Regions from separate parts of the Mus musculus genome. Here all the other regions are linked to region 1. A link is a contact called in public Hi-C, HiChIP or PLAC-seq and promoter capture Hi-C data. All regions are on one chromosome and are shown on one strand. The core of a region is the stretch at or near the end of the contact, and the rest is flanking DNA. Distances in the headings are between cores, read along the strand shown. Region 1 holds the start of Mrps15 (mitochondrial ribosomal protein S15). Region 2 overlaps Gm46869 (a long non-coding RNA gene). Region 3 has its middle 6.0 kb from the start of Gm32696. Region 4 holds the start of AU040320 (expressed sequence AU040320). Region 5 has its middle 33 kb from the start of Gm40247. Region 6 holds the start of Grik3 (glutamate receptor, ionotropic, kainate 3).

Evidence for each region. Promoter capture Hi-C pulls out the DNA fragments that hold promoters and counts their contacts. A called contact is a pair of places that touch in the nucleus more often than the background predicts. HiChIP or PLAC-seq counts read pairs in DNA pulled down with a chosen protein or histone mark.
Region 2: a contact with region 1 is called in an H3K4me3 HiChIP or PLAC-seq map of neural tube, with 5 times the contacts expected there. The contact joins the enhancer-like site here to the promoter of Mrps15 in region 1. A contact is called at or near these places in 3 of 39 promoter capture datasets (cranial neural crest, embryonic stem cells and hippocampal neurons) and 2 of 115 datasets of contacts at active chromatin or transcription factors (astrocytes and neural tube).
Region 3: a contact with region 1 is called in a Hi-C map of forebrain, with 5 times the contacts expected there. The contact joins the enhancer-like site here to the promoter of Mrps15 in region 1. A contact is called at or near these places in 3 of 39 promoter capture datasets (cranial neural crest, hippocampal neurons and stem cell-derived epiblast-like cells), 1 of 484 Hi-C or Micro-C datasets (forebrain) and 4 of 115 datasets of contacts at active chromatin or transcription factors (astrocytes, embryonic stem cells and large pre-B cells).
Region 4: a contact with region 1 is called in an H3K4me3 HiChIP or PLAC-seq map of bone marrow-derived macrophages, with 2.7 times the contacts expected there. The contact joins the promoter of AU040320 here to the promoter of Mrps15 in region 1. A contact is called at or near these places in 2 of 484 Hi-C or Micro-C datasets (CD4 T cells and CD8 T cells), 2 of 115 datasets of contacts at active chromatin or transcription factors (bone marrow-derived macrophages and memory CD8 T cells) and 1 of 9 other capture datasets (adipose tissue).
Region 5: a promoter capture Hi-C map of stem cell-derived epiblast-like cells shows a contact between it and region 1, with 3 times the contacts expected there. The contact joins the enhancer-like site here to the promoter of Mrps15 in region 1. A contact is called at or near these places in 3 of 39 promoter capture datasets (cranial neural crest, hippocampal neurons and stem cell-derived epiblast-like cells), 2 of 115 datasets of contacts at active chromatin or transcription factors (bone marrow-derived macrophages and stem cell-derived neural progenitor cells) and 1 of 9 other capture datasets (embryonic stem cells).
Region 6: a contact with region 1 is called in an H3K4me3 HiChIP or PLAC-seq map of embryonic stem cells, with 11 read pairs. The contact joins the promoter of Grik3 here to the promoter of Mrps15 in region 1. A contact is called at or near these places in 3 of 39 promoter capture datasets (cranial neural crest, embryonic stem cells and hippocampal neurons) and 4 of 115 datasets of contacts at active chromatin or transcription factors (astrocytes, embryonic forebrain, embryonic stem cells and 1 more).

The regions. Positions count from the first base shown.
Region 1 is chr4:126,044,837-126,048,990 of GRCm38.p6, reverse strand. It overlaps Mrps15 (mitochondrial ribosomal protein S15), which reads right to left and starts at 2,063. Exons shown (of 8, transcript NM_025544.2): 1 at 1,792-2,063; 2 at 1,513-1,557; 3 at 278-356. The coding sequence starts at 1,921. Csf3r (colony stimulating factor 3 receptor (granulocyte)) reads right to left here. Exons shown (of 17, transcript NM_007782.3): 17 at 4,016-4,154.
Region 2 is chr4:125,298,518-125,302,671 of GRCm38.p6, reverse strand. It overlaps Gm46869 (a long non-coding RNA gene), which reads right to left. Exons shown (of 4, transcript XR_001784438.1): 4 at 1,128-2,210. Among named protein-coding and RNA genes, the nearest start is that of Gm46869, 10 kb to the right of the region's middle. Within about 2 kb of position 1,946, at least 48 of the 459 cell types and tissues checked have an H3K27ac peak or open chromatin away from gene starts, as enhancers often do. A contact at or near this core is called in neural tube, where this site is marked.
Region 3 is chr4:125,317,520-125,321,673 of GRCm38.p6, reverse strand. No RefSeq gene overlaps it. Among named protein-coding and RNA genes, the nearest start is that of Gm32696, 6.0 kb to the right of the region's middle. Within about 2 kb of position 2,148, at least 13 of the 459 cell types and tissues checked have an H3K27ac peak or open chromatin away from gene starts, as enhancers often do. A contact at or near this core is called in forebrain, where this site is marked.
Region 4 is chr4:126,751,623-126,755,776 of GRCm38.p6, reverse strand. It overlaps AU040320 (expressed sequence AU040320), which reads right to left and starts at 2,007. Exons shown (of 21, transcript NM_133886.2): 1 at 1,782-2,007. It overlaps Ncdn (neurochondrin), which reads left to right and starts at 2,348. Exons shown (of 7, transcript NM_011986.4): 1 at 2,348-2,806; 2 at 3,696-3,836. The coding sequence starts at 2,774.
Region 5 is chr4:125,412,819-125,416,972 of GRCm38.p6, reverse strand. No RefSeq gene overlaps it. Among named protein-coding and RNA genes, the nearest start is that of Gm40247, 33 kb to the right of the region's middle. Within about 2 kb of position 2,447, at least 34 of the 459 cell types and tissues checked have an H3K27ac peak or open chromatin away from gene starts, as enhancers often do.
Region 6 is chr4:125,488,917-125,493,070 of GRCm38.p6, reverse strand. It overlaps Grik3 (glutamate receptor, ionotropic, kainate 3), which reads right to left and starts at 2,375. Exons shown (of 16, transcript NM_001081097.3): 1 at 2,126-2,375. The coding sequence starts at 2,240.

The DNA.
Region 1 (4,154 bases), core at 814-3,313:
AAGACCAGCAGAGCATGTTAGTTCTTTGGCCTCTGTTAGTGTGAGGTCTTCACTCAGAGTACCAGAAACAAAAGGCGAGCTGAGCTCTGTGAGCAGCGGGTGCCCAGCTGGCCACCTGAGCCCATCAGACCTGCGGCCCTCATCAGTGCTCACATCCAGGGCTCCACAGAATCCAGTTTCAAGTACAACAGGCCAAGTCTTTAGGTCACCCCTTTTCTACTCCCTGTCTATCCTCCCAGGAACGCCTGTACCCACAAGCACGTTGCTTTCCACTTACTTCTCTATGTTGGGGATGATGTCCTTGTATTCTTTGATGAACGCAGAGGAGGGTGGTTCATCGTCCTGCTTGGGTTGGACTGTCAAATACAGGATAGAAAATACTCAGCGTGAACTCCCATCCTCCCAGGCTCCATCCCTCTCACTCACTCCCCGAATCTGTGGCAAGTACCTAAGGGTTTAAGGGTCTCAAACTAGGTTAGCTCAGTTTCTCTTTTGCAAGCCTTGTGGGCACCTGCATGTTGCATGCTGCAAACAAGGGGCCTTTCTCAAGACATCCACTGTGCCTGCAACACAAACCGACTTGGCTCTACAGTTATCAGATTCCTCACTGGGATCGGTTCTCCCGTGGACAGGAGTGAGTTTGGCTTCTCTTTAACTCCTCGATTCCCCAGCCTAGTCCATAGTCTAGTCTAGAAGTAGCACTTTAACAAAGCTTGCTGGTTGACCACATGAATGAAGTACAGGGTGAGAGGAAGTGCTGCTAGCTTTAAGGGAATGTCAATAGCCAGTTCGCATCACTAAAAGCTCGGCTTCTGTGTGTGCATTCCTACTATGTCACTGGAAGTGAGGTTGAAGCCTGTAGTCCAACCCAGTCCAGCGCAACCAAGATAATCTATCCTCTCAAGCCAGACTCTGTCCTGCCACTATGCAAAGGACACTAGAAGCAATAAAGACTATGATATCACAGTTTATTGTGCACGGGGTTAAGGGTGCTTTTCATACCGCTGCCATGATTGAATCCTATTAACTGTGTTCCAATGGATCCTTTGACACTCATTTCAGCGCTGGTTCACAAAAAAAGCAAACTTGCCTCAAATAGTATGTGTTTGTTAGAGGGCCCTAAGGCATGCTAACTTAGGATGGGAAACTTCATCCTTCCTCTCAGAATAGCAGATAAAAAGTGTTACATTCCTAGAATTGTAACTCTTGCTAGTGTTGCCAGCCACACACTCATTGGGTCCAGCCAAGCTGGACTGGGTTGGACCTCGGGCTTCGACCTCACTCTCATCTGACACAGTAGGGATGCACACAACGAGGCGGAGCTTTTGGTGATCTGTATTGTCAAATGAGTGAGTGCTTTCACGCGAAAGCTCTTACTTCTACCTTCTCGTGCACCCCTAAACAATGAATGTGGGGGGGTCTTGGCCTGTCCCTTTGCGCGCCACCTCTGTTCCCTTGTCCACCCCAAGCCTTCCAGGCGGCCTCAAGTCTCAACAACCCAAGTCCTCGTACCTGGTTTCTGGACGGCGGCGTATGCTCGCGCGGCGCGCAGTAGACCTACGCAGAATAGAAAGGGCTGAGACTCTGCCATACACAGCCCCTCATGTCCCTTCTCCCACGAACTGTAGGCACCTGCACCTAACTACCGCCTCACTTCCCTATCTCCCTCCTCATCACCCCTTCCCTAGCCATCACCCTCTTTCTCATCCTGTCACTGCCTTTCTCGGGTCTCCGGGTGCCTGGTCTCCTCCATCTTCGCCCAGTCCCTTGGGACCCAGCTCGGCGGCTCACTCGGAGGCTGCAGGCCACAGCGCGCAGAGAGCAGACTGGCGCTACTTCCGCCCCTCAGCGCAGGGACTGGGGCCCGTGTCACCGCCTGGGCACGAACAGAGCTCAGCGCACGCCACGCGGCCCGCAGCATGTTGACTCCCGACTCGACGGGGGGCCCGCACCGCCACTGCCCGCTCCGCGGTGGATCCAGGTTACATGGGCGCAGCCATGACGGTTCGGGCTCGACCAATCGAGGTGAGAGCGCGACAAGAGCTGCCGAGGGCTGAGCGAATGGATCGGTTCCGGATTGTCAGGGAGCTGGGGCGGAGCCCAGGAATTTGGCCTGGTGGGCGGGCCTGTTTCTACGCTTACAGGCCCGGAGCACTGTGTGAACGCTATAATGTCACCTATTGACCTTGCATCCGGCCTAATCACTTTCTAAATTCCTTATGTTCCTGACCTGGTCCTCAGTTCTCAACCTGTTGGTCAAGACACATGGGGGGTGAAGGTTGTTGAGCGACCTATTCATAGGGGTCACACATCAGATATCTTGCATATCAGATATTTATATCACAATTCATAATAGTAGCAAAATTGCAGTTATGAACTAGCAACGGAAATAATTTTATTAGAGGTCTTCACAACATGAAGAACTGTATTAAAGTATCTCTGCATTAGGAAGGTTGAGAACCATTGCCTGGGGCTGGAGAAATGGCTCAGCGGTTAAGAGCACTGACTGCTCTTCCTAAGGTCCTGAGTTCAAATCCCAGCAACCACATGGTGGCTCATAACCACCTGTAATGGGATCTGATGCCCTGTTCTGGAGTGTCTGAAGACAGCTACAGTGTACTTACATATAACAATAAATAAATCTAAAAAAAAAAAAAGACTCACAACCATCTGTTCAGCTACAGTGTACTCATATACATAAAATAAAATAAATCTTTAATTAAAAAAAAAAAAGAGAACCATTGTCTTAGGTCCTAGTTATTTTAGGGCTTCTGTGGGACTCTCCTTACCTTCTCCAGAGGCTAATATTCTTTCTTGGCCCTCCTCCAGACACCGGGGCCCTGTAAGAACCCTCAGGTTCTAGCCTTCTTTCGTTGGCTTGTATCTCAGTGACTAAGGATAGAGTTTTTGGTAGGGTACTGAGCCATTACTATGAGACCCTGTGGGCAAAGTCTACCTTTATGGGCTGCAGTGTTCTCAAAACATCAAATGAGATTGGTAGCAATGTCTTTTACATTGTTCAGCCTATAGACCGAAGCAGCTGTATACAAAACACATGTTTAAATAGTCAGTATTCGGTACTCAGCTGTGGTAAAACTGAAATGAGGGATGCAAGGGCAAATATAAAGGAAAAGTAGTGGGGAGGGTAAAGAGAGGGGCAAGGAAAGAACACACCATCCCAAGCCTGAGATCAGGGCCGGGGAAAGTAGACCCAAGACAGGCAAGGCTTTTGTGGAAAGGTCTCCATTAGCACAGGGAATAATCCTGACAAATGTGGTTACATGAAACTCAAATGACATTAGGCAACTGAAGATGTGGTTTGGTTAGCAGAGTCCCTGCCTAGAATGCACAGTCCTGGGTTGGATTCCCAGTGGTACGTAAAAACTGGGTGTAGTGGCATATGCCTGTGACCCCAGGACTTTGGAATGGAAGGCAAGAGGATTAAAAGTTGTTCGAGGTCATCCTTGGTTGCATAGCTGGTTTGAGCCCAGACTGGGCTACATAAGACCCTGTCTCAAAAAGGGGAGGGGCAGGGGAGATGGTTCAGTTGGTAGAGTGCCCACTGTGTAAGCATAAACATCCAAGTTCAGATCCCAGCAGCTGCGTGTACAGTACAGGGGCTCGGGGAAGTTGAGTAGGTGATCCCTGGAGCTCATTGGCTCCTTGGATAGCTGAATCCAGGAGCTCCAGGTTAGCCAGGTGGTGGTGGCGCACGCCTTTAGTCCCAGTACTCGGGAAGCAGAGGCAGGCAGATTTCTGAGTTCGAGGCCAGCCTGGTCTACAAAGTGAGTTCCAGGATAGCCCTCTTCCAGCCTCCGTGATAACAGACATACAGGTGAGGCACAGATATGCACGCAAGCAAAACACTCAGACATGTAAAATAAAATAAAATCTGACCGATGAAGGAAGGAAGGAAGGAAGGAAGGAAGGAAGGAAGGAAGGGAGGAGATAAATGATTCTGAGAAATACCTTCTTGACTGTTGGGCCCTGAAAGTGAAAGCCACTTCCTGGTGGTGGTGCACACCTTTATTCCCAGCATTTAAGGCAGAGGCAGGTGGATCTTGAGGCCAGCCTGATCTATAGAGTAAGTTCCAGGATAGGTTGGGCTGTTACACAGAGAAACCCTGTCTTGAAAAACAAATAAACTGGACTGA
Region 2 (4,154 bases), core at 697-3,196, 750 kb after region 1:
TGGATGGATGAGCATAGCCAGGACTCACCAGACATGCACTTCAACCCCACCTCTCTCCAGGGCAAGGCAGCAGTTTGAGCTCCTGTTCCTCCTCACTGGCTGTGTGATTCTCAATCATCATTCAACCTTCCTGAGCCTCAGTTTCTTCATCTTTAATCCAAGGTTCCTGCTTCACCTCACGGGATTCATTTTAACTTATAGACAGGGTCTCATGTATCCCAGGCTGGCCTCAGACTCATTATGTAAGCAGAGATAGCCCTGAACTCTTAATCCTCCTGCCTCCATCTCCTACCCAGTTATGTGCTGTTCTGGGGACCAGGGTTTCCTCTGTGCTAAGCAGGCACTCTACACTAGCCATATCCCCTAGCTCCTCAGGATTCTTGAGAGCATTGAGCAGATTTCACCAGTGAACACAGCAGCTAGCTAACCTTAAGGTGACTCATCAATAATTTGTTTTTGAGTTCCTTTTCCAAAAAAAAAAAAAAAAAAGACTTGCTGAGTCTGAGACTAACGTTGTTTCTCTGTCTATCTGTGTGGATGTTATCTATGACTGGGTCTTGCTCTGTAGCCCAGGCTACCCTTAAACTTCTGGTCCTCCTGCCTCAGGCTCCTGAGTGCTGGGGTTATAGGAATGTGCCACCCCACTTGACTTTATCTGGGATCCTCTCATTCCCACCCCCCACCCCCCGTGACTGTTTCTTTTCCAGTACAAAGTATATTTCGGGAGCTGATTTCCAGACATGCTCTCCTACCTTCTGAGCCCTGTCAGCTTTATTGCAATTTTGAGTTGTCTTAATGTTCTCAATAATCCTGTGAGGTGGCTGCCAGATCCACTTTACAGATGAAAAAAAAATCATGCTTTCATCTTTTCTGAGAACAGAAGAATCATATCGGTGGGAAGGAGTGGCCACAACAGACAAAAATCTTGCTGCACAAATAACATTAATCATATATCACATTAAGTTGCTGGTAATGTGATTTTCCTTCTACCTACTAAACAATTTTATGTAGTATGACCTATTCCTAATACTAATGATAACACTAGTATGTTTATATATTCTTTACTGAGTTAAAGAGCAGTCCTAAGAGTCTTGGGACTCAATAAATCCACACAGACACTCCACAGGTTAAGTACTGAGATAAATTCATTTTATTACAACTAGAAAAGCTTTGCCACAGAAAGGTTAGATAATTTGCCTAAGATCACACAGCAACTTGGGAATAACAATGGGATTTGAATACAGTGGTTCTAGATCCGGAGATCATGAAGTCAGCCACACAATTTGCTGCCTCTCCCATGAACAACTGAGAGATCTCCTAAGGAGGCTCCACAGTGTGTTTTATGACCAGAGAGGAGTCAAGACTGCCTATCATACACAATACTGAGCCCACCCCTTCTAGGTAGATTGACAGCACTCCCTACAGGAACACAGAGCAGGCAACCCTCCTGCTCTCTTTCCTGAACATTTCATTTTCCTGTCCTCTGTGGCATGACTCTCATAAAACTATTCATTTCTTAATTCTGATGGCAGAAAGGAATTTAATCAAGTTGCTTGAATATGACGGCAGCCTCCCGCTAAGCCAGCTGTCTCCCGAGGGTCGTTGGGGGAGACAACGCCCTGTTAATATTTAGCTCCAACAGCAAACATTATGGCTTTCAATTTAGAAGATTATGCTTCTGGTTAGTTATGTATCACAAGTGCGCGCGCGCACTCGCCGGGCGCCTCATCTCATCAGTGCGGGAGCATTTTGCCAGGGTGATAAAAAATGCCATTTTCTCCGCGAGCCCTTTCCACTCAGTGATCCTGAGAAGTAACATCGGGATCAAAATCATGTTCTGAAAAATAATTGATCTATTCAGCCGCTCGCGGGCCTGCATCCCAACTGCCCCAAAGAGCCATTTCCAGGCAGAGGCTGGGTGGAAGCTCTGACCCCAGCAGGATTGCTGTCCGCGGTGCTGAAGGGCGCTCTCTGCGGTGCTGTTGCGAGAGGAAAGGAGACCCAGGCCCGCGAGGTTCTGTCCGCCGTCCTGAATCTACAGAGGCCCGGATGCGAGCAGCTGGGTCTAGATCTGGGTCTTTGATACTTGCAGGTCTTCTATCAAGGATTCCCTATCCCTTCTTAGTTAAGTCAGATTTTCCAAGCGCCTCCTCTCATGCTCGCTTCATCCTGGAAAGCACATTGTTGGTCTCTTCCTCAAGTGGGTGGACCTAAGAAGACAAGATTTCAGAAATAGACCTCCAATCAATCTCTCTCTCTCTCCCCCACCCTCTCCATCCCACTCTCCTTACTCCCTCTCCCTCCTCTTTTGCCCTCACCCCCTCTCTCCTCATCTGCCTTTCTCTTGCCCCAGCAACATCCATCTCCCGCCAGCCCTTGCTCCCCACACACCTATCTTACATCTTACCTTCCTGACATTTTTACCTGACTTCTCCTTCCCGACCTCTATTCCTTCCTTCCTTCCCTCCTTCTTTCCTTCTCCTACCCTTGTCTAGCCCTTCCTGTCTCTCACATTCCTTCCTCCTGCTTCATCTGTGAATGTGAGTGTGTGTGTGTGTGTGTGTGTCTGTGTCTGTGTCTGTGTCTGTGTCTGTGTCTGTGTGTCTGTATCTGTGTGTGTAGGCCAGGGGTAGACCTGGTATTTCTTCCTCTATTTCCCTCACCTTGTTTTTTTGAGGCACCGTCTCTTCTCACTGGACCTGGTCCTCACCCATTGGCCAGACTAGCTGGCCAGTGAACCTGGGGATCTTCCTGTCTCCACTTCCTAGCACTGGAGTCACACACACATGCACGTGCACACGCATGCGCACGGTGCACGTACACCCCCCCCCCCCCACACACACACACACACACACACACACACTTGGTACCTGGCTCTATATGGGTACAGGCAATCCAAACTTAGGTCTCTCTGCTTACACAGCAAACATTTCACTCACTGAGCATTCTTCCAAACCTCCTTCCCTCCCCCCTCCCTCTCCCCCTTTACCTCCCCTCCTCCCCTCATTCTGACATCCTCCTTTGCTATCTCCCCTGCAGTATCCTCCCACCATCTCCATCTCTCCAGTACCCCTGCCTACCTCATTGCTCTCTGTCCTTCCTCCCCTTATGTTTCTCTTTCCCTTCTTCCTCTCCCACTATTTTCTCTATCTTCTCTATTTTCTTGTCTTTTCTCACAGGCTCCTTTCTTCTTCCTGATCTTTTTTTTCCTCCTCTTCACCTTTCTGGATCCTCATTCCTCCACCTTCTTCCATCACCCCACTTATTGAAATTTTAGAAATGAAACGATCTCCTCCCTTTCTCTCTCTCTCTCTCTCTCTCTCTCTCTCTCTCTCTCTCTCTCTCTCTCCCTTCCTCCCTCCTTTCCTCCCTTCCTCCCTCCCTCTCTCTCTCATCTAGCCATTTCTTGCTGGTCCCTGCCCTCTGTTCCCTCTCTTATAATCTCTCCCTCACCCTGCTTCCTTCCTCCTTTCTTCCAGCTGCCTCCCCTCCCCTCCCCTCCCCTCCCCTCCCCTCCCCTCCCCTCCCCTCCTCTCCTTTCCTCTCCTCTCCTCTCCTCTCCTCTCCTCTCCAGGAGCCCCCAGCTGCCTAGTGAATTCATTTCAGCAGCTATTAGGGATCAGCACCTGCCCTGATACTTGGTGGGGAAGATGAGTTTGAGATAAGATGGGCCGTTTCAATCTCGGCACATCTGTAATTGCATTACCATTAAATTGCACCATTTTCCAAAGGTGAGAGCCCAGGGCCCTTGCGCTGAGAGTTTTCTGCGACTCTAGTGCCAAGCCCTGCAGTACTGTGGCAGCCCCGGGCAGAGGGGAGAGGAGGCCTAGCATGATTTGGCCACCATAATAACCCCCTTGTCTTCAAGGCCTCTTGTTTTCCATTTTATTTCTAAGTGGACCTCTGGGAATCATTATCCTCAAACCCCTCATCTCCCAGATAAGGAATGGGGAGCTCGAAGAAAGGAAGGGAGCTACCCAAGGCCACACAGGTACAAGCTATGAAGCCTAAAGATATGCCCCATTCTGTAGGCTTACCGGAAGTTAGGACCATGGCAGACAGAAGAGGGGGGAGGGGCAAAACTAGAGTGCAGTATTTCCAGGTTCCCATAGTGGCCTTGGTGTACCACCCAAGAATCTGTCACATGATGATAC
Region 3 (4,154 bases), core at 899-3,398, 730 kb after region 1:
TGGGGTCTGGGGCATACAAGGACCAATCTAGCACTGAGGCAAGTCTGGAGCTCTCATGAGCCTTCCAGGCACCAGTGTCTACAGAGTGCGATGGTCACTGTGTCTGCTAGAATGTAGAGAGCACAGTAGACAGCCCATATCCTTTGAGACAGGGCTAGAGCCTGGGACACAGGAGCAAACCTAGAGCTAGGTCTCCAAGTGTCTGCCTGGCATTTTGTAACCAAAGCTAAAGCAAAGCAGAATGAACTCAGTTATGATAGCACCCTGCACCCAGAAAATATTAATGTGTTGTTCTGTGGAATTTTTGTTTCAGTTGTACATAGAGGCGGTCAACTGGAAAGAATACAAAATAAACTGCACAGCGTACATTGTGGTTAGAAGGGAAAATGGATCCCAATCTGTGGGAAGCAGGACGCAAAGCTGTGGCTGGAACAAGCCATCTAAAAGAATCATGAAGCTGAGGGAGCTGGGAGAAAAAAGGCTCCAGGCCAGGAAGAGGGACTGAGTGACAGCAGGAAGCCCACATTGAGTCATCAGACCGGTCTTCCCAATTGGACACATCTCTGAGAGTCAGAAGCCCCAGATGTAAAAACAAGGATAATAATCTCAGGGTGGGGGTTGAGGTGGAGAACAAAGGAGATAACAGATAAGACAGGGCGCACAGTGTTGGGTACAAAGAAAGTACTTAAATACATTTGCTTGTCTCTTCCATCTCTGACTTCTCCACATACTCCTTCTTAGCCTCCTCACTGTCACCCAAGACTGCTGGCTCCCTTGGGGATGGCCATAACTTATACACTTGGTAGGACAGTGTGGTGTAATAATTTCTTCAGAGATACAACCTTCCATCTTGGAAGCTTAAGGTCTGGGCTAAGGTGGGCATCAAGATGGCATAGTGCCCATCTATCTGCCTATCTACTCATCCACCACTATCTACCCATTCACCTACCTACCTCTTTATCTATCCATTCAAGTATGTATGCATCCATCTGTGCATCTGTCTATCCATATATACGCCCAACCACTATCCTTCCATGCATCTACTCATCCATTTATTCATTCATGTATCCATCAATCATTCATCTATCATCTATCAAACCTTGGACTGGATTTAGATCCAGTTGTAAGGTCCCCAATGTGGATGCTAGGAACTGTACCTGGATCCTCTACAAAGATCAACAAGTGCTCTTAATCACTAAGCCATCTCTCCAGCCTAAAATAGTATTTCTTTGTCAATGATTCATAATGTCTTTTTGCATAATAAAGATGTTCAAAAATGTACAGTGAATGCATTAATGAGAAAGCATGGATGGATGGATGGATGGATGGATGAATGAGTAGGTGAATAGGTGGATGGATGGATGGATGGATGGATGGATGCATGGATGGATGGATGGGTAGGTGAATAGGTGGATGGATGGATGGATGGATGGATGGATGGATGGATGGATGGATGGATGAGTAGGTGAATAGGTGGATGGATGGATGGATGGATGGATGGATGGATGGATGGATGAATAGGTGGATGGATGGATGGATGGATGGATGGATGGATGGATGGATGGATGGATGGATGGATGAGCAGTGAGCCTTCTTGGTACTCACTTAAGCCCAGACCTTAGACTGTCTCCCTTCCTGAGGCTGCACAGAACCTGGGCCATCATTCAAGTGAACAGTGACACAGCACAGCTCACCTGGGCTGGAGAGAAATCGCAGCCTCAGGAACTCAGAATGAGAATCTGGAGGTCCTTTGGGGCCAGAGACGCCACCCAGAGGAACCAGGCTCCATGAAAACCTGCAAGGAGCTTCCGTGAGAGAAAATGATTTAATTATCAGAGTGTCACCAAACAAATTGTACGCCTCATTTTTGGATACTTAATGCTTATGGTAATTAACATTACGGAAATTTTTCTTCTCTCTTCTGTTTATATTTAGTTTAGCCATTCACAATAGAGCTAAAATTATTTCAACTAATCTTAGGTGCTCCCTCGCCATTGCCCCTCCATGGCTTCTCCGTTGCTGCTCCCTAAATGCAATCTTTAACTTCAGAGACAGCCAAACACGGGACAAATTGGAATCAATGCTGCCTTTGTCTTCTCTAATAAGCGGCTGCCACGCAGAGAAATGTGGAACTGCTAATTGGCTGCTCTCAATGGGGAAGAGACAATAGTGGGGAGGATGCTGGGGATTAATTATAGGTTTGCCTTCTGCTGGCCCTGGCTTCTGCAGCTCCTGGCTTGCAATGCATCTAGGCCAGGCCTCACAACCCACCCACCTTTAGAAGCAAGGTATCACTCTCTCAGGACAGGAGTTCTCCTGGGCTTAGAAGCACAGCCTATACACACAAAGGTCAAGAGAAGGAATGGAGGAAGAGGAAGGGGGCCCAGGCACGGATGCTCTAGGATGGAAATAGTGTGCTCGCATGCTCAGGAAAGAAACCCTTGGAACACAAGGAGACTGAGGTTCTGATTAGGGCATGTTGGAAGGTAAGCCCAGCTCCTAAAAGGAGGTGCACACCCACTAAGGCAGCTAAGCAGGAGAACTCTGCTGGGCCTTGTGTGGGACTCAAACGTCACTTGATCCAACACTCACATTCTGAGATCTGCCGGAATAAGGCAATGGGCCAAGCTCAACATCCAAAGACAAGTAGTCCACCTCCCTGCCTGCCTTCCCCTGACCTTCATCGTAGGGAGCCAGGAGCGGCCTGATGAGTTACCTCCACAGTCATCAGGCTCAGCATCAGAGAGGGGAGGGAGTTCTGACTTAGATCTATTTGGTGGCAAAACCCATGGCTTGAGGCTGCACTCCACACTACTTAGTGGCCATATGCATCTCATGTGGAGGTGGAAAAGGATGTCAATGACTAACTGGTCTCTTTCTAGAGCTCTCTTAACACTTCCATCCCAAACACTTCCTCAGTCATCCCTGTGACCTGACCTTGGGGCTTAGGTGAGAAAAACAGAAAAACCTGACATTACCGCTTGCAGCTAATGTCCTTCGGTAAAGATAATTTTAGTGTCTTGAGATCGTAATACTCTTGGGAATGGCTTCTTTCCTCAGCGCTTCTGAGTACACACATCTACGTAGGATTGATTGATTCTTACAATTGTGCTATTAAAACCTAACTAGGCCGGTGTGAGTCACACATTCAAAAGGAGAGATGGCTCCAGCATGTGAGTGTGTTCACTTTTTTTTTTCAAGCTTCCTTTTGTGCTCAACTCGAGAGAAATATTCAAAATTCAAGTAATGAGGTATTCCTGGTGAGTCTCCCTCCCTGATGCCCAGGGTAAAAATAACATAAAATGCCAGCCCTTTCTCTGCTTCCAGTGTATGAGCAGGCTTGTTCTTCCCGTATGCTTACCTCTAGAATTTGAATACGGGTAAAATTTAGAGAAATTACCTCAATTCCTCGGTACATTTGCAGATCGATTAAGACAGAGCCCAGCTTTTTAAGTCGTCCCCAGTTTGTGGGAACTGCAGCCCACAGCTGCCTGGCAAACAATGGCCAGCTGTCACTTTTAGAAGTAGGCTTGGCAGTGCTAGCTCACCTCAGCAGCTAGTGCCACCCGCTGGGCCCATCCTCCCAGGCAGCCTTACCAACCCTGCAGGGGCCAGGCCTCCTACGGGGCAGTAATGGTTCTGAAAAGCACTCACTGCCTTGGGAGCCAAGCAGATCTGCCTGGGCATCCCCGGTGCTGTCTCCTCCTGGTTAGGAGACACTGGGTGAATGGCCTCACCTTCTTTGCTTTGGTCCCAAGATGGAAATAGTAAGACAGAGTATGGCCCCTCCCTTCCTGCCTGGTACCCAGGGAGCTGCAGCCAGCAGGTATACCTTCTGTTATGTTTGTCCTTCAGAACCCTCCAAAACTGTCTGGGTCCCTCAAGAGGGGGGTTTGGAGAGCAGTTGCTCTGTCTGGCACCTCCTCTCCTTTCTGCCTTTGTCCCTATTTACTGCCCTGAGTAGCTGGCCTGCACGTGTAGCCTCAGAGCATCCCTGTCTCTGTTAGCTCTGTGGGATGTGACCGAGGGAGTCTCTCCAGCTGTGTGTCCCTCCATGGAAGGTTCTTCTCAGATGGTCCTCTGTTCATTATGGGCTGGGAACCCCACCCCCTTTCCTCATTTGAGTTGATAGCAGCTTAGCTATCACCAGTCCC
Region 4 (4,154 bases), core at 758-3,257, 710 kb before region 1:
CATACAAAAAGACCAGCATTGTCTGGAATGGATTTCAATGCCAATGCCAAGAAATGAAGAGGCAAACATAAAACTCCAAATTGAGGTAATGCCTTTCTCTGAGCCATAGGCACCGAATGGACTCTTATCTCTCTCACTCTCTTCTACCCTTTCCTAGTCTAGTTTTCCCGTAATTGTACATTAGGGCACATGGGTCAGAAAAGAGGTGTGTAGGCCACAAACACATTGAAAAGATCATGAGGTGTAGCCTAAGAAGCTATACTCGGAAACTTCGCTAGCCTCCCAGGATGGAGCTGAGAGAGTGTATGTGTGTGTGTTCGTGAGTGTGTTCTCGTTTCTGCCTACCACAAAAGGATTTAAAACTAAAGGTGACTCAACACCTGTCATCAATATCTTGGCACGTGGGTGGGAAAAGCAAAAAAGAAAGGAGAAGGCTTTGAAAACAGGAGTAATAAATACCATTGGACTAGCAAACTGGTTACAAGTGCATGGGAGAGGCAGAGCTAATCTCATTTGCACTCCTAGCCATTTACTCGGCTCAAACCTACAATTGCCTATGGGCACAAATCACTGCTAGGGTCCAGTTAAAGGCTTGCTGACCAGAGGCAGGAACGACAAAACACTGCTAAGACCCAAAATGTTTGTTATCAAATCAAAGGGTAGCAACCCAGGGAGAGAACACACACACCCCCACAATACTCGACAAATGAAAATCTAGAAAAGCTCCCGGTAGTTCTGGCATTTAGGGCGTTACAAGTACACCCGAAATAAAAGCACGCTGTTGCAGCAGCTGTTCAGATACAGCAGGGGGTAATGTTTACTTAATACTTCAGGTTGATGGGGAATGTATCATAGTTCAGTCTGTCAGCTACATACGTGGAACTCCATTTATATACACAGCGATAAGATATGTTTGAATAACGACAGAGCCGGTCTATTCAACGGGTGTGAGTAATCAAGAATAAAGCTTTAAGAAAGAAAGAAAGAAAGAAAGAAAGAAAAAAGTCCTAGATGTTTGAGAAAGTTACAGAACAGACTGCATGAATAGCTTTGCTTATATTTGCAAACACTGTTTTCCAAATAGCTGGAAAAATGAACAGATTGTTCTAGGAGGTCGTCTTTCCAATTTGTTCCTAGTTTCCAGTCTGTTAATCACAAGATAGCACAAGGAGAGTCAGCTAAGGAGCTTTAACAGCTTCTATTGTCAGTTGGGCACAACCACCGTGAGATGAGACCAGGCAAAGCATTCCTGGAACCCCGCCTGAGGTCTTCTACTTTGACTTCCTTCAGTTCGCTTTTTGTGCTCACTGCAGCCACCGCAGGACCCTCTAAGGGGCATAATTGTCAAAATTCTCAAGGAGGAAGGTTTTCGCCAACGAGCCCAGCCCCGCCCCCTTTATTCTGTATCAACTTTTTTTTTTCCCTTTTCTTTTCTTTTAATCTCGATGGGAAGATCATCAAACACCAGAGACAGCAACTCGGGACGAGGCTGCAGAGGTCGAGAGTATCATAAGGACCGCAGTGCCTCAGCCTGGTCTGCCCATATGTCAGGGAATAGAGGGAGCTGCCTGACCAGGCCTGAGTCCCAAAGCGGAGGGGTTCAGATTGGGACTCTGGCACCTGCAAGGCTAGAAGCAGCAGATTTGTCCTGTCCCAGCCAGGAGCGCCATCTCCGGGTCCCAACGCCGGACCAGCGTACCCGAGGCATCGCCCGTCCCGCCTCTGCCCCTCCCCTGAGCTCCTGGTCCTCGGCCTGGCAGTCAGCCGCCCCGGCCACCTACCGGGGCTCAGGGCCACATAGAGGGGTGCCGGCTCTCGGCGGCCTCCGCCTCCTCCCGATCCATGGGCTCGGGGACCCCCAACCTTCTCTCCCCTCACGCAGAGGAGGAAGAAGGAAGTGCTGGCTCCCCACCCGGACAGCTCCCTCTTGCCTCAGCCTCCCTGGACAGCGACCGCGGCCGGAAACGCCGCCTCCTTCCCACCTCCCGGGGCTCAACCCGGAAACATACTCTTCACGCTGAGCCAGTCCTCCTGCCCCCACCCTCCGGAAGCGCAATTCCAGCCGCGAGCCCAAAAGTGGGAGGAGGGGCGGCGCTGAGGGGAGAGCTACGCACAAGCGAGGACGTCCGGGCCCTCAGCCTTTGGCCGCGAGCCCTTGCGGGGCGGCCCGCACCTTTCCTCCTTAGCTCGAGCACTCAGGCCCCAGACTCGGGCAATTGCCCACAAGCAAGATGGCCGCACCGGAGGCGCCCCCCTACTGCTTAGCGCCCTGCTGTGCCATTGGTCAGAGTGCGGAGTGAGCCCAGCGCCGATTGGTCGAGAGCGATGCGGGGGTGGGGGTGGAGCTGTAGCAGCCTGGAGCCAAGAGTGGGCAACGCGGCGTGAGCAGCAGCCCCAGGCTCCCGGAGCATCGCGCCCGGAGAAAGACTTCGCCGCTCGGGGCCGCAGCCTGGTGAGCTCAGCCCCCTTCAAGCCCTCCCCTGCATCTCAGCCGGAGCCTCTCCGAACCGGCGCTGATCGATGCCGAGACTCCCCAGGGACCCTATCGCGACTCCATCGTGCCATATCTCGACATCACCGTACCCTGTCGAGACTCCATTTTGTCACAACCCCTTTCAGTATTTATCTATCTACCTATATATTTTTTTAAATTTGCCCTATCATATTTGGGGGCTGTCCCCTTCATGTCGTGATTTCGCTGTGATCTCTCCGTGACATCACCGCGCCATCGTGAAGTGTGATCTCATCGCTGCCCTGTCGTTCGACTTCATCAATGTCGTGTTGTGACCTGGCTGCGGCGGGACAGGTGGTGACCGCCAGGATCCCTTCTCCCCTTCTCATCTCTCCATCACTGCAGCCCCGCTTCGATTATCCGGCTTTTGGATTCTGTTATCCTGAGAGCCACCCGACCCCTCTTTCCTTCTCCAGCCAGTGCCGGCACCCACAGGCTGTTAGCGGGACGGACAGGGAGAGTACAGGGAGCACAAGGGGTTAATGTTGCTGCTGCTGCAGCAGCAGCTGCAGCTCCTGCTCTTGCAGCCTCTGCAGCCTCTGCAGCCTCTGCCCGAGGGAGGGAAAGAAGAGAAGGCAAGGAGGCTGCGGGGGCGATTAAGAGCCCTGGCTGGAGGGGTGGGTCCACAGGGGAGTCTTCAAAGCCTTCTCTGGAGAGCTTGCCTTCTCACTCCTGCTGAAGCCAGTCTACTTTCTCTGAAGAAGGGAGGGGAAAGGAACCCTAGAATGTCCTTTTCTTCCTTGTCGGCGTGAGTCCGGATAATCGAACTTGACCCGTGTCTGTCTGCATTCCTCCCTGTCTGTCCTCACCGCTCACTCCTCGTGTGCCTCCTGGAGAGAGATAAAACCCGGTGTCTGGTGCCAGGGGCTGCTGAGCAGTTGGGCCAGCTCCTTCCCACTTCTAGACTGGTGAGGAAAGCTGTCCAGCTGAGCAGCGGCATGCATGGTCCTCATATCCCACTTTTCTGGAGGTGACCTTGGACCAGGGTCCCTTCTTCATCCTAAAGAATTTGTAGGTCCAGCCTCTTAAAGGGGCTCCCCCAAGGGAGGTCAGTCATGAGGAAGCCACCCTTCCAAATCCACCCCCCCTCCCTCTGTGCTAATCCCTCCCTACATCCTCCACTTCCACCCCCGCCCCCGCCCCTCCTCTGCAGAGGGATGCTCAGTCCCTCTTGTGTTCACAGTTGGGCAAGGCGGGCATCATGGCCTCGGATTGTGAGCCAGCTCTGAACCAGGCAGAGAGCCGAAACCCCACCCTGGAGCGCTACCTGGGAGCCCTCCGTGAGGCCAAGAATGACAGCGAGCAGTTTGCAGCCCTGCTGCTAGTAAGGACCTGGAAGGTGGGAGGGCTGGTCAGGAGGGCCCCCAAAGAATGGGGTCAGCAAGTCTCCAGGGGTATCTAAGTGGTATTGGCAACCCGGAGGTACCAAAAAAGGCCTGAGACCTCTACCTTTGTACTCTGTTCTCTTGAGAATGGGGGAAGGGGAGAAGAGGGGTGAATAAGACTGTGGCATGGGACCACGGAGGAGGCTGCCTGGATTTGCTTTTTGGGGCGTCCCGGAGCAGATGGGAGCTGACTCATAGGGTAACAGCAGCAGGTTGTAACTAGTGCAGAGTACTTGTGGGCCGGGGTAGCTTTTCCT
Region 5 (4,154 bases), core at 1,198-3,697, 630 kb after region 1:
TTCTGGGAGAAGTGTTTCTGGGGCACAGTGTTGACATAAAGGTGAAAAGGGAGAGAAAGATAAAGGCAGAGAAGGGAGGGAGGGAGAAAGGGGGTTGGGGGAGGGAAAGGGAGAGAGGTTGGGGAGGGGGAGGGAGAGGGGAAGGGCGAGGGGGTGGGAGAGGGAAGGAGAGAGGAAGAGAGAGAAGGCATCCCTTCAATTGACATGAGTTTTCTGTTCAAGTCTCATTGGTTACAAATTTTAAGCTTATTTCTGTCCCTTATAAACAAGGACCCAGATAGATACCAGTGCACACCAAAGATCCCCTCTCCCCAAGAAAAAGACACACCTATGGGTGGGTTCAGGACGCCAGCATGGGAAGGTCCCTGGGGGAAACAGTGCAGACCAGGTCATCCACCATGAGACTCCGGAAGTTGTGAGTCAGGTAGGAGGTAGGGCTAACGTGTCAGGGAGCTCCATGAGGAGCCACACACTTGTCAGAGGACAACTCATAAGAGGTAGTTCTCTCCTTCTACCTCATGGGTCTGAGGATCAAACCCACATCATCAAACTTGGCGGCAGGCACCCAGAACCCTTATACCCCACCCCTGCAGGACACTCTGAAGACACTCACACGCTCCTGCTCCGTGCTGGGTGCATCCAAAGCTGATAAAATCAAGCTCTGGCCAGGGGTGGAAAGAATATTCTCAGAAGGAAAACAATGACATCACCGCAGACGTCCCCAAGGAAGAGGGCAGTGAGCAGAGTCGGGTGTTCCCCAGGCTCGGTAAGAGTCACACTCCCTTCTGTCTTTTGGAATGAGAGAGTCTAGCTTTATTATCATGACACCTGGCAGGGAGAGTTTTGCATGTAACATGATTTCATTGCTACCCAGCCAGGACTCTCCAAAGCCAAAAGCCAGGCCTGAGCTGAGCACTGTGCATCCTGAAGTCACAGGCACTGTGGGCTGATAGGACAGTTCAGTTTGGGGTTGGAATTTTTTTTTTCAGTGTTCTAATCCTTCCAGCAGTTCTATGAGCAACTCCATCCTATAATAAATTATACCCTACTTAAGACAACTGGAATGGGTTTGCTCTGTGATGGACAGCTCCAAGTTTGGCCTTGAATTTCCTCCCTCTCTCTGACAGTGTGGTGCTGGGGCTAGCAGTATTAAGGCTGGTTAGAAAGACACTGAGTTAAACCCAGGCTGTATCATATCGTGCCTCTGAGTCCCAGGGACCGGGGCTGAAGGGGGCATCTCCACCCGCGTCTGGGATTGGGGTCTGGCCTCGGGTAACCCTCTGAAGCGTTAGCGAGTTCCTATATGCAAAGTGCACGGCACCAGGCAGAGCCAGTGCTGCGTGAGGACGGTGATTACAATGCTCACCGCTCCAACCCCGGCTTCTCACCAGCTGTGAAAAGTCAATTTAGGAGCAGACAAAAGAGCATTCAAGGCATAAGAAAGGGGACCTTGGCAGTCTTGAAGGTGAACCACACGAGATGAAATAAAACAGGAGTGAATGCAAGGTCTCAATCTTCAGTAAAGAGAATCTGAACAAAGATGGAGAGGCTGAGACACAGGGCTAGATTGTAATGTATATGAGACAGGCACGTGGGCTTTAGAGAGTTGATCAGCGTAGCACAGGTGTATGTATCAATGAGGGGCTAATACAGTCTGCAGCTGTATTAATAGAGACCAGGTGCAGGAAAGAGGGAGGCATAAGGATGGTTCTAATTTGTGTTGGTCAATTCACATCACCCACATTCAGCCCAATTCTAGGAAGCCTTACCATGATGGGGTATAGGCATAGCAGCTTGGCTCACAGGAGCAAACAAGATGGGATGATCAAGATGACAGCTAATAGCCATGGCTCTTTTTTACACACAGAAGCTGTTCCAAACCTATTCTTCATTCTGTGGCAAGTAGAGATGAGACAGACTGTGGAGGATCGGATTCAAGGACAAGCTGTGGAGGGTCACGAGTGTCCCTATAGTGGCTATGATGAGGTTGCACTCTAAGGCATTCACACCAGCACCAGCCTCTCCTATACTGTGGCAGACATCGCTACTTGATTACAGAGTTAATCCACCGAGGCCAAAATGCTCTCTTCAACAGACATAGTGATCAGTCTATAGGAACCCCATGAGCCAGTCTAGCTCCAGCTGGACAAGATGGGGACAGAGAAGCCATGAGTGAATAATAGTCAACCCACTCCCCCCCAAAAAAAGTCAAACTTTTTTCTAAATGAGCTGAGAGACCCAAGTGTGACCAGTGAGGCCTTCCAGAACCAGCCACGGCCCAGCCACCTTCTTTACCCAAAAGGTTCAGGAACCTATGAACCAGAATGGATCCAGTCTCCATGACAGAAAAAAAAAAAAAAAAAAAAGGCTAGTTGCTCCCCAGATCTCAAGGCAATTTGCTGTTCTTGAATAAAAGACTACATTTCCCAGGCTCCCTTGCAGTCAGATTGGGATCATGTGGCTGGGTTTAGGCCAATGGGCACTGAGTAGAATGGAAAACTATCCTTCCTAGGCCAGCTGTGAAAACCACTGGGGAGTGAGTATCCCTGGGCTTTCCTCTCCTTTCTCAGTGACTTAGGAGACATGAGTTAAGAATGGTGAAATCCCCAGACCAGAGGAGCCTGGATCTCTGAGTCACCAGTTGTGGGGAGAGCAACCTGCCCCCTCCCCAGCCTGTAGCAGACACTAGCTGGGGGTGCTGAGGAAACACACTATATAATCAGAGGCTAACCTGATCTGCACAGTGAGTTTAAGAACAGCTAGAGCTACATAGCTAGACCCTGTCTCAGAAAAAAAAAAATTAAGCTTTGTGATGTCGAGGGAGACAGATGTCTGGGCGCAGCAGACTCTCACCCAGCCTTGGAATCCCAGCCTTGGAATCCCAGACCTATAGGAGGCCCAGGAACTGCAGCCTCAGCAAGCTGTCTAGTGACTCCTATTCTCTCTAAGGCAACGTGACTCAGTGCGTGACCTCCATCCTTGGAGCTGATGTATCACTTAGAGTGAGAAATAGCCCTGCCAGGCGGAGTGGAGCTGGATCAGCTCGCTACATATCTCCAGCAGATGCAAGGATGCAAAATGCAAATGGTAAGAGTCTAAATTCCCATCCAAAGGTCCTTGGGGGCCTGAGACCTTCCTCAGAGAGTTCAAAGGTAGCATCTTAGAGTCTCTTCATAGCTGGATGGTAGTGACTCATGCCTTTAATCCCAGCACTCAGAGGCAGAGGCAGGTGGACCTCTGAGTTTGAGGCCAGCCTGGTCTATAGAGCTACTTCCAAGACAGCCAGGGCTACACAGAGGAACCCTGTCTGGGGACCAAAAAAAAAAAAAAAGCCTCTTTATGAGCTTTAGAGGGCACTTACCTCCGCAGATGTTAGTGGAAGCTTCTAGAAAATGTCTCATCCCTAGTTCTAAGTCTCTGCCTTCCCAGACACCTTTCCAGACAGGTACCAATTTAATGAATGGATCAGGTAGTGTTCCAGTAGCCACCGTTGGAGTGTCTAGAGTGTTCCTTAGTACCCAGCTTCCTCTTATCCTCTATCTCTAGTGTGGGGCTGGTGGTACACGCAGTGCTGGTTGACTCTCCCGTGCTCCACCTCTTCCTAGAATCCTGACCACCTGGGAGTCAGGGCACAGCTCAGGCACTTACTGAGTGGATAAGTCAGTGTTGACCATGCCAGCCTCTCTAACATTCAGTTTCTCCACTACTGGTGCTGACGGGGACAGGTGAGGAAGAAAGGGGGTCAGGTGCAGGCTGGGTCTCCAGGCAGAGTCCAGGCTGCTCATGGTGACCTCGAGACTCGCCTGTTTATCCTCAGGGACCCTACGTATCTCAGGGTCTCAGTGGAGAGAGTGTGAGAATGGTGCAGCTCAGGGCAGGAACACAAAGAGTTGTTTTTGCTTGGCCCCCAATAGGCCTGAGTTATCCTAGGTCCGTGCCTTGTCCTTGACCCCCACTGCCCTAGGTCTAGCCTGGTCTGGTCTGATGTCACTATGTTCTCTCAACACATCTGGAAACTGGATGACGCTATAAAGAGCAAGGCCATGCTGCCTGCACCTTGTGTACCCTGTGATTGTCCTGTAAACATGAACCTTCCAGAAACCATGGCCTTGAGCCCCTGGAGCTACAGTGGGAATGTTCACTACAGTATGACA
Region 6 (4,154 bases), core at 1,126-3,625, 560 kb after region 1:
CTCCTCCTCACTCTGCTTCCCTATTCCTGGTGCTCTACCTCCAGCTGAGGTTCAACTTCAAGCTCTAGAAGGACAGGCAGCTCCAAAGAAGCCCAGAGGCCTCAAATCCTTCCCATCCTCCACCCAAAGCTGGCCCTGCTCCAGTAGTCACGTTTGGCATCAGTACAGCACCCCAGTCCTCGGGCTGGGAGTCAAATAGGGCAGGGCTCTTGGATATAAATGGTCTGGGCCGACACGCTAATTAATCCTAGGGCTTAATATGAAGAAGATTAGAAGAGAGGGGGCTCTGCCGTCCCTAATTGCGCTATTACACTGTGACTCACGAAAGGGACGGGTTTGGAATGTGTTCTTTCTCCGGGCAATGAGCAGACCTCTATATACTGTCCCAGTGGCAAGAGCAGGTGAGGTCTAGTTACCCTGCCCATTTGCAGCCCATATCTCTGAGGCTGTGGTTAACCTGTTCCTGTCTCTCTAGGCTTCTAAAGATTTCCATTCCTGAAACTGGGCTGGAAACACACCCACCCCACCCTCTGGAGGGGAAAGACCAAGGAAGACAGGCCTGCAAAGCGTGGGGGTGGGGGAAACACAGCACCCTTCGAGGTCCCCTCTCTATCTCAAGGACACTCTACCATGAAGGTCCCCCAAAACCACAAGGACTGAGAGAGGAAATAATAAAAATGAAAAAAGCGGTGGCCCACTACTAAACGATTAGCTAGAATGGTGGCCAAGCCAGTTCTGGGGCAGTAATAGACAGGAAACATTCGTGGCAGCCCAGACACCTGGACTTCAAAGGGTTAAACTTGACTGTGAGGTCTGTCCCCAGATCCCCCCCCCTCCCTTCCCTAGGAGCCTCAGGGTGTTGTGCCTGCCCATCCTGGTCCGGAATCGGACTGTAGGCACTGGAAGACCTCAACATCTGCAGATCTGAGGATCGTTCTCTGTTCCCGTTCTGAAGCTGAGTTCAAGTGGACGTGGCTCCGGGTAGAGTGAACGAGAGGACTGCCTCCTAGGAGAAACCTCAAGTACCCATAAACCAAGCCTGGCCCGAGTTTCCTGCATCCTCGTCGCACTGCCGGCCACATAAAGTCCGCTCTTGCAGAAGCAAAGGCAGCCCCTTGAAGAGAGTCCTGGAGGAGGAGGAGGAAGGTTGCCTTGTCTCGGTAGAGCTCGGTAGGCTGCGCACCAGATGTTGGTGTCTCGCGAGCCCGAGCTGCCCAGGTCTCCGGCCTGGTGCGGGCCGCCCACGGTAACGATGGCTCCTGGGTAGCCCAGCTTAGCTCAGCCCCGAGAAGTGAGTGGGCTAAAGACTCGCGTGGGCTCCCGCCCAGCCCTGAGCGCTGCCACGCAGGGTGCCTCCGGCGGCCACAACAAAGTTAAAGCCCAGAGTAAGAAATCTGCAGCGGTGAGAGAAGCCGAGAAGCCAGAGCCCCAAAAAGCCGCGCGCAGACTGCCAGCCGCCGCCAGCTGCGGAGGGATTTCGGCTAACTTTAAAAGCCACTCGCAACCCTCGTCCCCGGCTGCGCAGGGTTGCCTCCTGCGCTTCCTTTTCCCAGTCTCGGTTACTCCTCATCGAAAGAGGCCTGGGCCTGGGGGACCTGCTCTAGCGACAAGCAGGGGACTGACCCTCTCCTGCCCCGAGCCTCGGCCAACTAGGGGCAAGGAAATCCGCCATCCTAATCCGGCGAATCCATCCCCTGTACCCCTTGCTCCAGCGAGGTGCCCGTGGGGGGGAGAGAAGTTGGCGCCTTCCCCAGGGCTCCCACTCTGCGCAGAAGCCAGTCCCAGAACTAGGTCTGCGGCCATCCTTGCCAGCAGTCGCGGCGAAATTCCCCCGAGGCGCTGGCTTAGGGCTAGAACCTTCGCCACACTCCACCGCGTCGCCTACCCCGGAGCGTATCCAGGTTCCCTAGCCACCGCGGCCCGGTTGCCTCTTCCCCGTAAGGCCCCGCGACCCGGGCTTTGGAACTTTGTCCTCCCCCTCTAAGAGCTCCCAGCAGACACCCGAACCCTGCAGCCTAGAGGGAGGTTGGGACAATCTTTCGGATCACGTTCAGAGCACCACTATCCCCCAATTCCCGTCCCCACCCGAGCGCGCAGAGACCCCCGGCTCTAGGGGAGCCCTTACCGATCCGGATGACGTGGGGCATCCCGCGCGAGTCTGGGATCCAGAAGGCGCACACTAGGAACCCGGCCCAGTATTCCCAAACCAGACTCCGGAGGCGCCGCCAGGGAGCGGTCATCGTTGGGCGCCACGGAGCGTGCCCGGGGCGCGGCCGTGGCGGGCTCCCTGGGGCGGCAGCTCTAGGCGCGGGCGCGCAGCAGCCCCCGAGGCGCCGCCTGGCCCAGCCGCCCGGCTCCGGAGCGCCTCTGCGAGTGGGGGGCGCCCCGCGGCGCTGCGCACATCTTACTGGGGGGCCGCCCCGCCGGCGCCCGCCCCGCCTCGGCTGCCGCCCACGGGCCGCCCGCGAGCGAAGGCTCCTGGGCTCCGCCCGGGCTCCGCTCGGACTCGGCTGCGGCGTCTCCGGCTCGCGTCGGCTCGGCTCCCGCGCGGGCTTCCCACCTGCCCCGGCTGCCGGGCGGGCTTGCACGCGTCTCCGGCCGCTCCTCCTCCAGCCGCCGCTGATGCTATCGCCCGGGCTCGCACAAAGCCCCGGAGTGGAGTTGCACGCGCGCACACACTCCCTCCCAGCCCCCTCCCCCGCGCCCTGCCTCCCGCCTCCCGCGCCGCCCGCCGCCCGCGCTCCCTCCGCGTACTCCCCCGCGCACACACGCTTCCCACTCACACTCGCCCGGGTGCACACTTGCGCGCTCACACCTGCGCAGGGGGCGGGGAAAGGGACCCTGGACAGGATTTGGGAGGGGGGACACCCGGAGGATGGAGACTATCCTCCGCAGCTGAGGCGTCCCCATCTGCCCTGCCGCCCCCAGGGCAAGGCACTGAGCCGGGGAGCCAAGCGTAAAGCGGCGGAGCTGGCACCAGGAGCTGGGAGACGGCGGCAACCCAGCGGCCCGACCAGCTGGAAGAGACGCGCCCGCCGAGAGCCGCGAGACCCGGAGCCTGCCGTCTGCGGAGCCTCGCCTTTCAGCTCCCACGCGGCCGACGCTGGCTGGACGGCGGCGGCAGGAGACTGACCTGGAGCTGTTTTTCACTCTTGATCTCTAGCCCTTGGGAAAGCAGGGCTGGCCCAGGGCTTGGAGGTTTAGGGAGTGGGGTTGGGAGTAGAAATCAGAGAACCGTAGGAGCTGAACTAGGGAATGCGGAGCTTCAGAAACTAACCGTGAGGGAGACACCAGGCCAGACCCTCTGCGTGGAAGGTAGGACTTGACCACGCACCATCAGTAGGAGGACTACTGAGAAAATTCGCAAAAGCCTTCGTTTTCGAGGGCCGCTGGAGTTGGAGCCCGCTGGGTTCTCAGTCCTCTTCCGCAACTATGCGGGAGGAACTGGAGCCCCCTCCCGGATTCCTCCTGAGAAACAATACAGAGAAACTGTATTGTTCATGGGACAGAGTAGGATACACAGGGGGGGAAGCCGAAAGGGTTAAAAAGAAATGTTGTTTATTACCAATAATAAATTTTTTTTCAAGTGGCGCTGGGTGCTGAGGGAAGAGAAGGGCTGTGAAGCGAGGCAGGAGCAGGAGGCTGCGAATTACGCAGCTAGGCGAGTTTAATGACCTTTTTGACAGAGACAAAGCGGTACCGATACAGTAGATAAATAAACGGATCTGTCACCGGGCAGCGGCTAGGCTGTGTGCGAATTTATTTTTCTCATTTAAATAATTTGATCTATTCAATCATTTCCAATCTCTCCCATTTGCCAGCTGCCTGGTAAGAGCATGGCCCCCTACATCTGAAGAGCAAATCTTTAATTTTCCTACAAATAGATAATGCGTTGCGCTCCAAACAGGCCTGTTAATTTTGCCGTCTTTTCTTTCCCGCCCTATGTGGCGCAGGGCTTCCAGGCATTGTGTGGAGTTGTGAATAAGGCAGTGTAGCCAATTAGCAATTAGGAAGGGACTTCTTCCCATCTGAACTTGCACCAGTGGCCTTGGGAGCAAAGGGTTCCTGGGCTCTGCCCAATAAAAGAGAGGCGTGTGTACGAGTTCCGGGACATCCTAGGTGATCAGCTGTTATGCAGAGGTCTCTGAATAGGC